2 separate regions of the Mus musculus genome follow, and region 2 is linked to region 1. A link is a contact called in public Hi-C data. All regions are on one chromosome and are shown on one strand. The core of a region is the stretch at or near the end of the contact, and the rest is flanking DNA. Distances in the headings are between cores, read along the strand shown.

The links. A called contact is a pair of places that touch in the nucleus more often than the background predicts.
Region 2: a Hi-C map of liver shows a contact between it and region 1, with 2.4 times the contacts expected there. The contact joins two enhancer-like sites. A contact is called at or near these places in 2 of 484 Hi-C or Micro-C datasets (bone marrow-derived macrophages and liver) and 7 of 115 datasets of contacts at active chromatin or transcription factors (bone marrow-derived macrophages, double positive thymocytes, embryonic basal ganglia and 4 more).

What each region holds. Positions count from the first base shown.
Region 1 is chr6:145,342,839-145,350,100 of GRCm38.p6, reverse strand. Gm38926 (a long non-coding RNA gene) reads left to right here and starts at 1,696. Exons shown (of 2, transcript XR_869588.1): 1 at 1,696-1,747; 2 at 2,053-2,236. Within about 2 kb of position 5,225, at least 5 of the 459 cell types and tissues checked have an H3K27ac peak or open chromatin away from gene starts, as enhancers often do. A contact at or near this core is called in liver, where this site is marked.
Region 2 is chr6:145,762,053-145,769,066 of GRCm38.p6, reverse strand. The region is part of intron 1 of Rassf8 (Ras association (RalGDS/AF-6) domain family (N-terminal) member 8); the gene reads right to left. Among named protein-coding and RNA genes, the nearest start is that of Gm15704, 17 kb to the right of the region's middle. Within about 2 kb of position 3,841, at least 30 of the 459 cell types and tissues checked have an H3K27ac peak or open chromatin away from gene starts, as enhancers often do. A contact at or near this core is called in liver, where this site is marked.

The sequences.
Region 1 (7,262 bases), core at 3,976-6,475:
GATTAGGAGGCTTAGAACACAGAAATGCCTGGGAATCCTCTGTGTGTGTGTGTGTGTGTGTGTGTGTGTGCCCTCTCCCAGGAAATACAAATGTTTTAAAAATTAATTAATTTTAAGAAACAAAAAAATGTTTAATTTAAATAATTCCAACATATACAAATACACAAAAATATCATTAAATCTTTTTTATAGTTATTTTTAATCTACGGTGGATTGCAGGTCAGAGGACAGTTTTTGGGAATCCTTCCCTCCAGGGGTCAAACTCAGGTCATCAGCCTTACAAGCAAGCATATGTTAGTTACTCTGCCTTTATTTATTTTTCTTCTTCTTCTTTAGGTTCTAGTTTTAATCTGAGTATGGCTCAGTGGATGAAGAGGCTTGCGACCAAGTGGGATGACCTGAGTTTGATCCCTGGAGCCCATGTGGTGGGGGGAGGTGGGGGTTGGGGGAGAAAACTATCCTTGGACCTCACATGTATGTCGTGGCTCTCTGTGTCCACAAACAAAATTAAATACATGTAAAAAAAAATTGATTTCCCATAAGACACTCACCAAGAAGTGTATGGTCAAATTCTTAACTTTTTGATGAAAAGAAAAGAAATGAAATCCTGATCACATGGGTGATCAATCCATATGCTATGATGGAATCACATGGGTGATCCAAATACACATGAGTGATCGATCGATCCGCATACTCTCATAGGCTGACACATGGGTGATCTGTATACTCTGATAGGATCATCTGTATATCTAGGTACCTTTCACTGTCATTCAAATTAAAAATAACTCCCATGCTTTCTCCATTGTCTCCCAGGGTGTCCCCCACAATTAGACATTACTTTGATCTTCCTGAGCAAAGTGACGTATCTGGCTCTAGATTCCCACTTTCATACCTGGCCTGTATAGGGAGCAAGCTGTTGTTCTCAGCTGCCCCCTACTTCAAACCTACTTCCATCCGAGCTCCCTGCTCTGTGCCTTAGGACTGCAGTGCCTACCCAAGCCCCTTGCTCTCTGCTTCCCGGCTTCAGTGGGTGTTGGTGTCTCACATCAAGCTCTGACATATCTGCCTGCTGTGACTGTTGCTAGGTCCTGTTGTTGGAGGACTCCTCCTTCCCCCGCCATGATGACGTGGTCTCTCCCACCCTCAGATCTAGGGAGCAGTGGATTTCCCATGGTTCATAATCCCTGATGTCTCAACATTGTTTGTAAGGTCCCTAAGTCTATCATATGGCCCTGAGGGTAAAAAACCTTTTTAATTAACATATCTTCTTAAAAATCTCAAGAACACCCTCTACACCCAGGCAATGGGCAAAAAGAGAAGCACTCCAACAAGGCCACACCTACTCCAACAAGGCCACACCTACTTCAAAAGGCCACGCCTACTCCAACACGGCCACACTCCAACAAGGTCTTGTTGATGGTATTTTTCTTATACCAGTCAGGGGGAAAACAAATGGTAATTCTTTGTTCATCCTAACTGGATGCCTGACTTGATAGCCAGAGCTATCTCATACCTAGGACTCCTAAAAATCAAGTCTAATCTAATCCAGGCAGAAAGCCCAGAAAGAGGAAGGCAGACCGACAGAGATGTACAGCCCGCCATGTCACCCACAGACCTGCCCTTCAGTGCATGTCACAGGCAGGCCATAGATACCCACTTGTCACCAACCTACACCGCACAGATGAAAGATGTCACTCGGGGGCCTGCAAAACACGTGGCCAGCCTGCAGGGGGAGCCACCGTGATGTGTGAGTAGGGCGGTCAGATGGGAGAGAAAGAGAAGTGGGGCTTGAGCATCAGGAAGAGAGATGGAACTGGAAAGTCCAGGGTGAAGAGGAGCAGCCTGCTGTGAGTGGCCAGCCCTGTCACTTGGGGCCTTGGTGAGGTCCCAGCAGGAGCTGTCACTGAGGACCACCGGGGTGGGGGTGGGGGGTGGAGTAGGTGCTGATGTCCACGGTTCATATAGAGAATATGGGGCTGTCCCGGGTCAGGGCAACTGCTGGGGACCGTATGAATGCCCTGGGGCTGTGTATAACTGGCCCCTGGGGTGCAGCTCTAGGGAGAGCTGGCCCTATCTCTTACAGGCAGCAGCATTTGGAAAGTGAGCCCTGTGCCTCCACCAAGCAGCACAGTGGAGCTGGTCCTGGTGGCAGGGGTGTGGTAATTCAGCCTGGAGGTCTTCATTGTGGGAGAGCTGACCCTGCTATTTGTCTGTTATGAGATGGCATGGGCCCAGAGGTGATGTGTGTGTGTGTGTGTCCCACCCCCGCCCTTCCCCCACCCCTCTGTTAACTCCAGCAGTTGAGAAAGCTGGCCACAAGGTCGTGAGCTCTGGAGAGCTAACCCTGCCCCTCACCGGTTGCAGCATTTGGGAGAGCAGGCCTGACACCTGGCCTGAAGAGCACAGCAAAGCTGATCTTAGTAGAGGTGCAGGGCGTGGGGGTGGGCGGTGGGCACGTGAACAGGTGAGCCAGCCGCAAGGGGGTGAGCTCAGGAGGACAGTGGTGTGGGTTTCGGGGTATGCCCTACCCCTCATCACCTCTCTCACCCGAGACAGTAGGGAGAATGGACCCTGGATGGGCCACACCTAGGCAAGCGCAGTAGAGCTGGCCTTGGTGGAAGGGGTGCAGGTGAGCTGGCCTCGAAGACAAAAGCCTGGGAGAGCTGGCCCCGGACACTTGTCTGTTCCTCACCATCTGTGGCAGTCGGGAGAACTGGCCCTGGGCCATGAGAGCGGGAGAGCCGGCCCAGTCCCTCACTGGCTGCAGCACTTGCGAGTGTGGGCCCTGAACTTTGACTGGGTGACACAGTGGAGCTGGATCTGAAAGCATGGGTGTGGCTGAGCCATCCCTGGGGGCAGGAGAGCAGGAGAGCTGACCCTGCCTTCTGCTGATGGCAGCACTGGATGGCCTAGCTGGAGATGGGCTGACCAGCTCAGCTACCACCCAGGCCCAGATCCAGGGCTCTGAATTGGCCTGCCCCAAAATCTATATCATCTGTGAACATTTGGGATGTGTGAAAGGCCAATCCTGCTGATGACACAGGGCAACAACAGGATAGCCAGGAGGAGTCCTGATGAGGATCCAGTATTGATGGTGTCACTGGTCGAAACAGACCAATGACTCATTGCAATGAGCATTTGCAAGTGAAGGTGTGTGGACAGAGCACAGAGCGACACACTGTGGGACACACTGTGACATACTGTTCTCTATGCTTTGTTGTTATTGTCTGTTGCTTGCTTGTGTGTTTTATTGGGGAGGGGGGAGGTTGCAAGGGTGAAGGGCAGAAATGGGGTGGAAAAAACGAGTGGAGGAGGGGTGCATGGTATGAAACTCACAAAGAATCAACAGGAAGTTAAAGGAAAAACCTCCAGTGAGTGTGTTGTCCCTTTCCTATCATAACAACCATTAGCTTTGTCTTGTTAATAAAAGAACAATAATAAAAAAAGACTCAGAAGGAAACTCAAAAACCGTTTATTGAAATCAGATAGAGACTGATCAGGCTCTGGGGTTCTTGGCAGTGGCCATAAGGAGGAAGATGGAAGGCAGAGGGTGTCACTGGAAAGTGGACCTTGGAAGTTGACGCAGGCACTAGAGAAACAGTAAATCAGGCCCCGGACTTCGTTCCTTCTAGTTTTTATTGACGGGACAGAACGCTGCTGGGTAACAGGGCTGTTAAAGCTGCTCTCCAACCTTAGGCCAACCAAAAAGAAAATATTGAACCTTGACGTTGTAGACGGCCAGGTGTTGCTCTGGGTGGTCTAGAACTCAGGTTGAGCCAGGAGTGAGGAGCACCAGGCCACATTAGCTGCTGCCAGGCTGACTTCAGGTTTTATTAGCTTCTACCACCAGTTCACAGCTCCCGTCATGGAGCACACCCAAATCCCTATACCATATTTGGAAAAATCTCTTAACAAGAAAAACTTTTATCTTTCCAAATGTATCTTTTAGACATATAAACAATAGCCAAAGGCGTTAAAGGCGCCTAAACTAATTGACTGCTTTGACAGATAAGCAACATGTTTTAAAATGCCAGAAAGTGATGGTGGCAATACTTGGCATAGAACAGTGTTCCAGGGTGTCAAGAGCCTCTTTCTGTGCCATCTCTGGGCCCAAGAACAGCTCAGATAGTCCTCCATGCAAAACAGAATATACCCCTACTCACTCATGTTTGCTATTTCTTGAAAGTGGTTGTGTGACAACAGGATCCATAAATACGGCACCTGTGAATGGCTCCCTCTAATGTTGCAGACTTAGTGTTGTTCAGTTAAACAAACAACTCCATTTGATCCACCATCTCTAGAATGCGTTTGGTTACAGGGCCTTTCTCTCTTCTTCATGCTGTTTCACGTGTATCGTGTGGAATTGATATTTTTTAATGTAATTTCTAAAATATTGCCCTGCATGCAATATAAAAGCAGTTAGTATTCAGCCTATGGTTACTATTTCTGATTTTATCTGTTGGTAATATTCTCTATTGACTGAGGAGTTGACCTGGAAGTCAGACTGTATGGTAACTAATATTATGTCAACTTGACACAAGCCAGAGTTATCTGAAAGAGAGACACCACATCTTGAGAGCCAGTATTTAGCATTAGAATACAAGCAGCATCAGACCGACCCACTACGGAGTCTGAGACATAGTTCTGACCATAACTTTGACCAAGTTATGTGGCTTCCCTGGGGACCCTCTTTGTAAATAGCAAGTCCCACAGTGCTTCCATAATATGGCAGTGAGGTTTGGAAGAGACCTTGGTTTGGCCCTGATGTCATAACATCTCATTACGTAATTCTTCAAACTAAACATGTCCTTTGGGGTATTGATCTATAGAGTAAAATTAGCTAAAGGAAATTGTGGATAAGGCATAACTTTGAAGGCATAATTGGTTTTTAAGACAATTAAAACTTTTTTCTAAGTTTGTTTGTAAAACCTAAAATCGTTTGATATTATAACCCAGACTTAGCATACCTCACTTGGTAAAATACAGAACTCAAGTCATGTATCAACACAGAAAGAGCTCGGGAGTTAAGCATGCATGGATGACAGGGAGGGGGTCATTTTTAAGTCTATGGGACTCAAGAGTCAGCCCTGCAATTGATTGCAAATTGGCAGGGTAGAGATGTGGGTCATTTGGTAGAATAATTACCAAGCATACCCAGCACTGGGAGTCTTGGCACACATCTGTAATCCTGATGCTCAGGAGATAGAGGCAGGAAGATCAGAGTTCAGGGTCACCATCTGCAATATAAACAGTTACATTCATTGCTGGCCTAACTATTGGCTCACTAGTCACTCCAGGACCCTGCTAGCTCACGTCTAACTGCAGTGTAGCTGGGTCAATGGCAAAGCCTTTTGCTGTACATCCAAGCAGCCTCTGAGCATTTGGGTGTGCGCATTATATATGTGAACTACGGCTGAATGATGTGTAGTCACCATTTAATAACAGAGAAAAAGGCAGCCACCAGGTATATTTAAATGGGGCCTTTAGAACTGGCTTGAGGTATGAAGAAGACAGGGTTTCTCACCTAGGGGAAAGAGCCTTTACTCTCTTCCTAGAACCTTAGAAACAAAGTAGCAACCACATATATATGTAGCACATGCAGCCGGCCACTCTGGAGGTTAGAAGTCAAAGGTTATCAGCAGGCGTGGTCCCTCCTGAGGCTGCCCATGTAGGCTCCCAAATCGATGGTTCTCACTGAGACCCAATGACCACGTCCTATCACCCTCTTTCTATAGACACAGGCCATACAGCATGGGAGCCACACTGAGAATGCCATTTTATTCTGTTTTAGTGAAAGCTTTATCCAAATACAGTCATCGCCCTGCAATATATATATATATACACACACATAGTCATCCTGGGACGAGTTTAACAACAGACATGAGAGGTGGGGACACACAGCTCCTAACAGAAAGCCTTAGTTCGGGGCAGCGAAGAACTTTGCATTGCCTTAAGAGTGCTGGTTACCTACCCTAGGCTGACACAGGGTGAGGCCTTTCCTCAGCCCTCAAGTTTTCTCTAAGTAATTTCTTATAATCATTTCTTATACTTCCAAGTCTTCCTCTGAGCTGAGAGAATAGAGATGACAGGCAATTTGTGATCATTATCCACAGCGTTTTACAGAGGAGGGCAATGCGCTTACTGTGGGACACTTAACGCACATCTTAGCTGTCGCCACGGAGACACAAGGGTTCTTTATGTATCCCCTCATCGCTGATTTCAGTTAGCTTCAGGCCTCCTAACAACTCTGAGCAGTCTCAACAGTGAACTCTGAACATAGATCTTTCCTCCCCAAAACAAGCAGCTCCCAAAGGTGATGAGCTGTGGATGTAGCAGCCAAAATGTGTTTTCAACCCCCCCCCGCCACACCCACTCCAACAAGGCCACACCCCTCCAACAAGGCCACACCCCTCCAACAAGGCCACACCCCTCCAACAAGGCCACACCTCCTCCAACAAGGCCACACCCCTCCAACAAGGCTATACCTCCTAATCATTCCTAAACAGTTCACCAACTGGGCACTAAGTGTTCAAAAATATGAACCTATTGGGATCCATTCTCATTCAAACCACCACATATATACATAAATACAACCTGTTTGCCTGCTTGGTCTTGATAATGTTACCTGTGTTTAAACCTTAGGTCTGGGGGCTAGAGAGATGACTCAGTGATTTAAGAGCACGGGCTATTCTTCCAGAGGTCCTGAGTTCAATTCCCAGCAACCACAATAGCGGTTCATAACCATCTATAACAGGATCTGATGCCATCTTTTGGTGTGTCTGAAGACAGTAACAGTGTACTCATATACAACATAAAATAAATAAATCTTTAAACCCTTTAAAGGACTGACCACTAGCACTGGATAACCAATTCACGTACTCTACCTGGAGAAGATCATTTCTCCTGCTCTCCGCGTTTCCTGGTTGCCCATAGTTCTTCCTCTAGGGTGGAGGCCCCTGGAGCTTCCCCTTCCGTGGTCGCATGTCCATTGGCGGTGGTGTCATCCAGTTCTTGTTTAGGCAGCCATGATGAGGGGACTTCATGAGCATAACCAAAATTGTGTTTCCAGAGACGCGATCTCACAGTACACTTCCTGTTCCTCTGGCTCTTACAATCTTCCCACCCCCTGTTCTACAGGGATCCCTGAGCCTCGGGTGCAGGAGCCGTATTGTGACAGATCCTTGGGACTGGGCTCCACGGATTCTCTTTATCAGTTTCTGTTGTTTTGTTTCATTTTGGGTTTTGGCAATGCCCTTCCTCTG
Region 2 (7,014 bases), core at 2,592-5,091, 420 kb before region 1:
GGCATTTGGAAAACTGCCTAAAGTGAGGGCTAAAAATGCTGAAGGAGACCTGGAGAGTTAGTTTTAGAGAATAAAAACAAAACCCTGCCACACTTCTCCTTGGGAGAACGAATGAGCCCCTGGCTCCTTGAGAAGGGAACGCCTGGCAGCACCGAGCACTCCATTGCCTAATGCTTGGAGAATGTGAGGCGCGAGGGAGTCAGAGAAGCCTTGGCTACAGGACGAGAGCTGACGCAGTCCGTGTCTGCCACACTCACACTGTGCCCTTCACAGATGTCTCTGCATCTATTTATAGGACGTTTAGGGCCAGGCCAGTTACTGTCCGCCATATTACCATTCTCATAACAGACTCATACACAAACTATCTTTTTTATGAATAAAAGACACTCCCACCCCTCATCTCTCAACAAAACTCAACTCTTAAAAGTCTTAGTCACAAAATTACATGAAATAGTAAATAAGAAGTAGTACAATAAGAAATTGTAGCGCCCAGGTACAATACAAGATTGGAAAAAATATGTATGTCCCAATGACAGAAGAAAACGTGAGCCTCAGGCGCCTGTCTATGGCTAGCTCCAGCCGCAAGGCCACCCTTTCCAGAAGTCAGGGACTGACTAGAACTTCATAGTTGTTTCACAAATGTCATTGATTTCCTGGTTTTTAAAAAGGTATTAGTTTCGAATATTTACTGTGTGTGTGTGTGTGTGTGTGCACATGCGTGCTTGCGTGTGAGTGCACTCAAGTGTGTGTGTTTACATATGCCTTGGAGGGTGAGTGTAAGTCACAAGACAACTGACTGACAGCAGTTGGTTCTCTCCATCTAAAATATGAGTCCCGGGGATTGAACTTGGGTCTCCAGGCTTTGTGGCAAGCATCTTTGCTTACTGGGCCATCTCACCTGCCCCTGGTTATTTTTTAAACACTGTTATCATTGCAACACTAAGGTACAGTACTGCCTGTGTCCAATTGTTAAAGAAGAATAGCAGGCTCTAAAGCATCATGGGATTCCTGTGTCCTGTGTGGTGCCAGACATCAGAGGAAGCCTTTCTTCCACAAGCCCCACTGACACTCCCCTCCAGGAGATGAAGTGACTTGATAGGTTCAAAATGCCAAGGAAGGTCAAAGAAAACTGGAATTAGAACCACATGGGAAGAGACTATCACGCGGGAAGCAACTGACGACATAAACTAACACCCACCCTAACTTGGCCGCACAGGCTCTGAAGCTCCCTGGATCCACTGTCCATGGAAAACAGTTTTCTTACCCAAAGCAAACTCTTCCCACACACCTCCTCCTTTTTGAAGCTTCCTCTGTTTTTAGTATTGTTTTCAAGAAAACTTGCCCAAGTGGGAAGTGAGCCGTTGGAGAATTTCTAAAACTTACATCATCTTTTTTTTTTTTTTTTGTTTACAACCAGCTCATTACCAGAGCCAGGCATTTAAAATCCAAAGAGATCTATCTCCTTAAACACATGCTCAGATTAGCAGGGCTCCATTGTGAAATTCTGACCAAGTCCAGGCTGTCTGGGATGGAGCAGGTGCCATGGGAATGTGCTTTAACACATAGCCCTGGGCATCTTTCTTCCAGTTCCTGGAAGAGTCAGCCATCTCCCCTGTGATCACCCGAACTGTCCTACCTTCCCCGCCCACTGCTCTCCTCAGCCATCCACTTCCCAGACACAAACAGAAAGATCAAATCCCACCATGCCACTGCGTCTCAGTCTTTCTGTAACAACTGCACTGATAACACTTCTCCAAGACAAATGAAGGCCTGGCAACTGTGTGACTGTAAGAAATAAGAAAGCAAAGAGGAGGACCCCAGGAAACGTAGGGCGCAGTGCGTCTCCCATGAGTCTTTCACAATAGGACACTGTCTAAGCTCTTTCCCACTTCCTTTCCGGGAGCCACCAAAGAGGATGCATCAGCCAACCAGAAGCTTCCTTGCCTCCAGTTCTACTCCACGTTAGCATCCCATGCTCAGGCTCCACCAACTCTCTGTAGTGGCCAAACACCACCTCACACACCAGTAGGCAAGTCAATGTCTTCCTGCCAACCATGGAAAGAATTATCCTCACTGCTACAAATAAGCATAGTGCTCACCCCTCGGCAAAGGAGCTTCTTTTTGTAAGAGATGTGGACTACTTTAGAGATCTACAACTGGTTAAAATGTAGAGAGCAAGTGACTATGGGGACCCTGGCTGGGACAGTACACCTACAACACAACCCACACCTGGGATGGTACACTTACAACACAATCCATACCTGAGATGGTACACCTATAACTCAACTCCATACTTGGGGCTCAGTAAACATCATAGAAGAGGAAAGATTTCTACAGTGTGAGAAGATTTAAAATCTTAAAGAGCCAGACCAAGACACCTGCTGTGATCCTCCCCCGACACATACACACACACACACACACACACACACACGGTCTATATAACTGAACAATGAAAACAACCAGTTGGCATACCAATGTGGACAAGGGAAATGTCACAAGCCCCAATACTAGATGAAGAGCTGCAGGCAATCACTGGCTGCTAAGAGGGGGGGAATCAGTCTTCTCTGGGGACCAGCCCCTGACAGATACCCAACTTCAACCCAAAACAAACACATATACATAAACAATGCACACTAAAGGGACTCAGCAGGTGTGTGTGTGTGTGTGTGTATGAAACAATAATAATTAAAGAATAAGAGACCATAGATTTGAGAGGGAGTTGGGGAACATAACATGAAAGGAGACAGAGAGAGGACAGAAGGGGATAGAAATGACTCAAGTGCAATACTCATGTATGAAATTTTCAAAAATGAATAAATAAAAACAAGAATGTGTCAGCTTGTTTTTTCATAAGCGATACACCCTTGAACCCACAAAATAAGAATAAAGTCATAAATAAGCACACAAACCTGAAATATCCCTAAGTTTGGGTTTTTGTCACAAAGATAAAGGAAAGGATAGGAGCACTTTGGGTGTTTTCATTTTTCTTCACATGCAACTCAGTTCTGCTAAAAGCAATGTGCAATGTTGGTGAGAAAAGGACCTTTGGCTCCGTATTCCATATGAAATGGTAAGACAACAAGATGACTACAGAGAGAATCGAGTAAACGCATGGAACTACCTGCTGTGCGCTCCAATGATCACTGGTCAACAGGCAATGATACAACAAAACTAACTATATAATAACCACTTGCTAAACTCTTGCCTTATTTAAAATAGGGTAGGCACTAAAGAGACTGGTATGGATTTTTTTCTGCTCACTGTGCAAAGCTTGTGAGACATAACCAATGTCTAGAGCAACAGCTCTCAACCTGTGAACCTCCACAGACGTCATCTAAGACCATAGAAAACAGACATTTACATCGTGATTCATAACAGTAACAAAATTACAGTTATAAAGTAGCAACAAAAATAATTTTATGGTTGGGGGTCATCACAACATAAGGAACTGTATTAAAGGGCCACAGCATGATTGGAACAACTAATCTAGAGAAATAATATAAAGTAAATGTTTGCTAAGTCCCAAGCAGACAACAAAAGCAACAACAAAACTAACATGAGAGATCACTTAAAACCTGTGGACAGATGTTGGAAATCTTTAGGAATCAAGTCCCTCCTTGTACGTGGCCATAGATTCTAACTTCTTCCAAATATTAATGCCATACAGCCAACAGAAAGGGTCAGCCACACAGAGCAGAAGACCAGCAGCTTGGTGAGCATGCAGCTGTCAGTGCTAAGCAGCAGCACTTAGCAAGGAAGCAGCATGCAGGGCTCGGTGCAGCCAGACAGTGCGTGCTGAGAGCTGTGTGCTTCCACCCAAGGCTACCCCTCCTCAGCCCACGCTGCTCTCGGGAGATATGTGCACTCTACTACACCCTGACCCTCTAACCTCAAGCGCCGACCCACATGCCCTAAAGAACTGAAATTCACCCCAAAAGTTTCACAATCTGCTAAATGCATAGGGAACCAGAAAAGCCGCCTAGCACAGACCAAGAACAGAATGTGGTTGGCTATTTTAAACAGTTCAGCCACTGATTTGCTTAAACTCATCCAAAATGAGTCTCACAAAGTTTAGCAGCTGAGCTGCAGGATCGTTATTTGGTCAGGGTCTACTTCCCCAGGCTAGATCATAATTCACCCAAATTCATGAAAGAATTAGGACCCCAATTTGAGGGAGGGAACATACACCATCAAGAATGCAGAGATTGAGAAGTAACCACAACCACATGAGTAGAAACTGTTTTTACTCCAGAACACACATCTAGTGTGATAGTGGAACATAAAGGGTTAAATGTTTAAAAATGAAGTGAGCCCTGGGAACAGAATAGCATAGCCATCCACGGTGTGATCCAGAAGGTACGAAAACAAAACAAACAAAAACAAAAAGCAAGGCAAACAGCAAAAGGTCAGCTCAGATTTTTGAGAGCAAATATTCAAATTGATGGGAATGTTACAGGACAAAGAAACCGATAAGGAAGCAGGCCAGCACTGAGGAGACATCCCAAAGCTATCCTGTCACCCACAGCACAACACAGTGTCCTGTCACCCCCAGCACAACACAGTGTCCTGTCACCCACAGCACAACACAGTGTCCTGTCACCCACAGCACAACACAGTGTCCTGTCACCCACAGCACAACACAGTGTCCTGTCACCCACAGCACAACACAGCACAGCTCTACACACAGCACAACACAGCACAGCTCTCTGACCCAGGCTGTTTACAAAGGGGTCCAAGTGGACAGAGAAACCCTACCAAGAGAGGGCAATGCCTTCTCAATGAACTTAGGGCTCTCACAGGTGAGCGCAGGACCTCCTCAGAGCACACCAGCGCTCCCACAGGCTTCCACCCGGCGCTGTGCCTTGCACCCACTCCTCTTCTATACCATGGAGCCCTCACCTCATGGAATGTGAACAACTCTGAAGGATCAGAGAAGGACAAGAGGAGGCCCTGAAGTGTGTTGGGGTGGGGGGTGGGGGTAGCTGACCAGAAAAACTCTCTTTTTTCCCTACAAGCAGAAACTGATGGTGTAGGTGGGATTAGTTTTCAAATCAAAGAAAATATTCTAATCAGAACAAGCCCCAGCTCTGCTGGGTTTTTATACTAACACAATGACGTCGTAAACATTGGCGGAGAGAACACTCCCTAGTCACCCCCAAATCCTCCCAAATGCCAGAGATCTGACTACTCTGCTTCACGGTGTGGACAAGCCACCTGCTCATAATGCTGCTTCCAGAAGGAAGCCCAACATGGCCTGCCGGTCTCGAAGCGGGGTGGAAACTTTCCCAGCTAGTGTCTTTCTTTCTTTCTTTTCTAATGGTCTAAGCACATGAGCTTAAGAATGCAGGGAGAGTACAATCAAATGCTGAGGAGAGGTCATCTTCTAAACTACCACAGCTGAGTGTCTTGCAGGGAAGCTGGTTGGGAATGTAGGTAGGAGGAGCTTGCCTCTCACACAGGAGAGTGGTTCAAGGTGCTGACAGAGACTCTAGTATACATTCAATATTGTTATCAAGGGATAACAATAAAGATATTCCACTAGTGAACACAAAATTACTTTAGGATGTTGGCATGTTCAAGCTTGTTTTAAACAATTAACTAATTTCCTAGACCGGCTACATGCTGCATGCAAATCTTGAAGCGATGCCCAGTTTCTGATTGAAAATAAAATGCATCTCAGTAAAGCACTCAGCTTGAAGAGCTGGGTGTCTCTAGGCTTTGATGCCATTTAAGCCAAGGATTTGTATGTGACCTGTTTCTGAAACCTTATCACCTGTCATAGTGCCCGAATGAACAAAGGTTCACTCACTAACTAGGACCTTCCTGGAATTACAACACCCAACAGTTTGGGGTCCATTTTGCTATACCTGCTTCAGCTTGAAATCACACAATGGTATCTGTAACGCTGGGCTGTCTCCAGACTTAAGAGAAGGCTCCTATCGTTCTTTTTATGTGGCAAGTGACAGCTTTATGCAGGAGCAGAGTGGTTAAGTGACTTAAAACCAAATCTCCCAGTAAGTACACAGCCTGTATGCAAGAGCCAGCCGTGTCTACCTGAGCTATACCCCTAACCACTCAACAACACTGCATCTAGCCAAGTCCAGCAAGGGAGCCAAAGGAACTGATTCCATCTACCCACATTCCATAACTATCAGGGCTGGGTAGCCATGCCTACAGCTAAAGATTTAACCTGATTCTGACCAATTACATTTAGTCTTTTTGTTTTTTAGTGTTTAGGATGTTGTTTCAAGCTGCTCTCATTAACTATTATCTGTATATACCATTGCGAATTGAATATGAAATGCTGCCCATAGGCTAAGTATTGGAAACCTTGGTCCCCAGTCGGTAGTGCTCTTCTGGGAGGTTATGGAACTTTTAGGGGAAAGTACCATGCATGGGCAGGTTTGAAGGTTTATAGCCTTGTCCCATTTCTGCCTCTGTCTGCCTGGTCTCCAGGATGGCCTCTGCCCATCACTCACATGGCACCCAGAACACTAGGTGCCCAGCCCTGGTAGCAGAAAAGCTGCAGTGTGAACAGTGTTTAAAACCAGGAGCTGCCCTTGACTTAGAATCCTGGCTCTGCCCCACCTCTGCCTGTCACTATGGGCTTGGACAAATAATGTGGATATAGTTTTACAGAAGTTTTTGTAATTCAATATAGATACTTAGCAGCCCATTCATATAGTATCATGAATAAAATGACCATTTATTGGGAAAAAAAGTATTAGGGGTTAGAGAGAGAACTCAGTGGTTACAACACTTGGAGCTCAATCATATCTATCAGAGATCAGATCCAAGCACCAATGCTGAGTGACTCACAAACCGCAAACGTCTCCAACTCCAGTTCCAAGGGATTGGGCAATTGGGCACATGCACACACACACACACAAGTGTGCACACACATACATACACATATGCACACACAAATGTGCACACATGCACACACAATCATGCATGTACATGTACACATAATTGTGCACACACATAAAAGCATGCACACAAGTGTATATACAA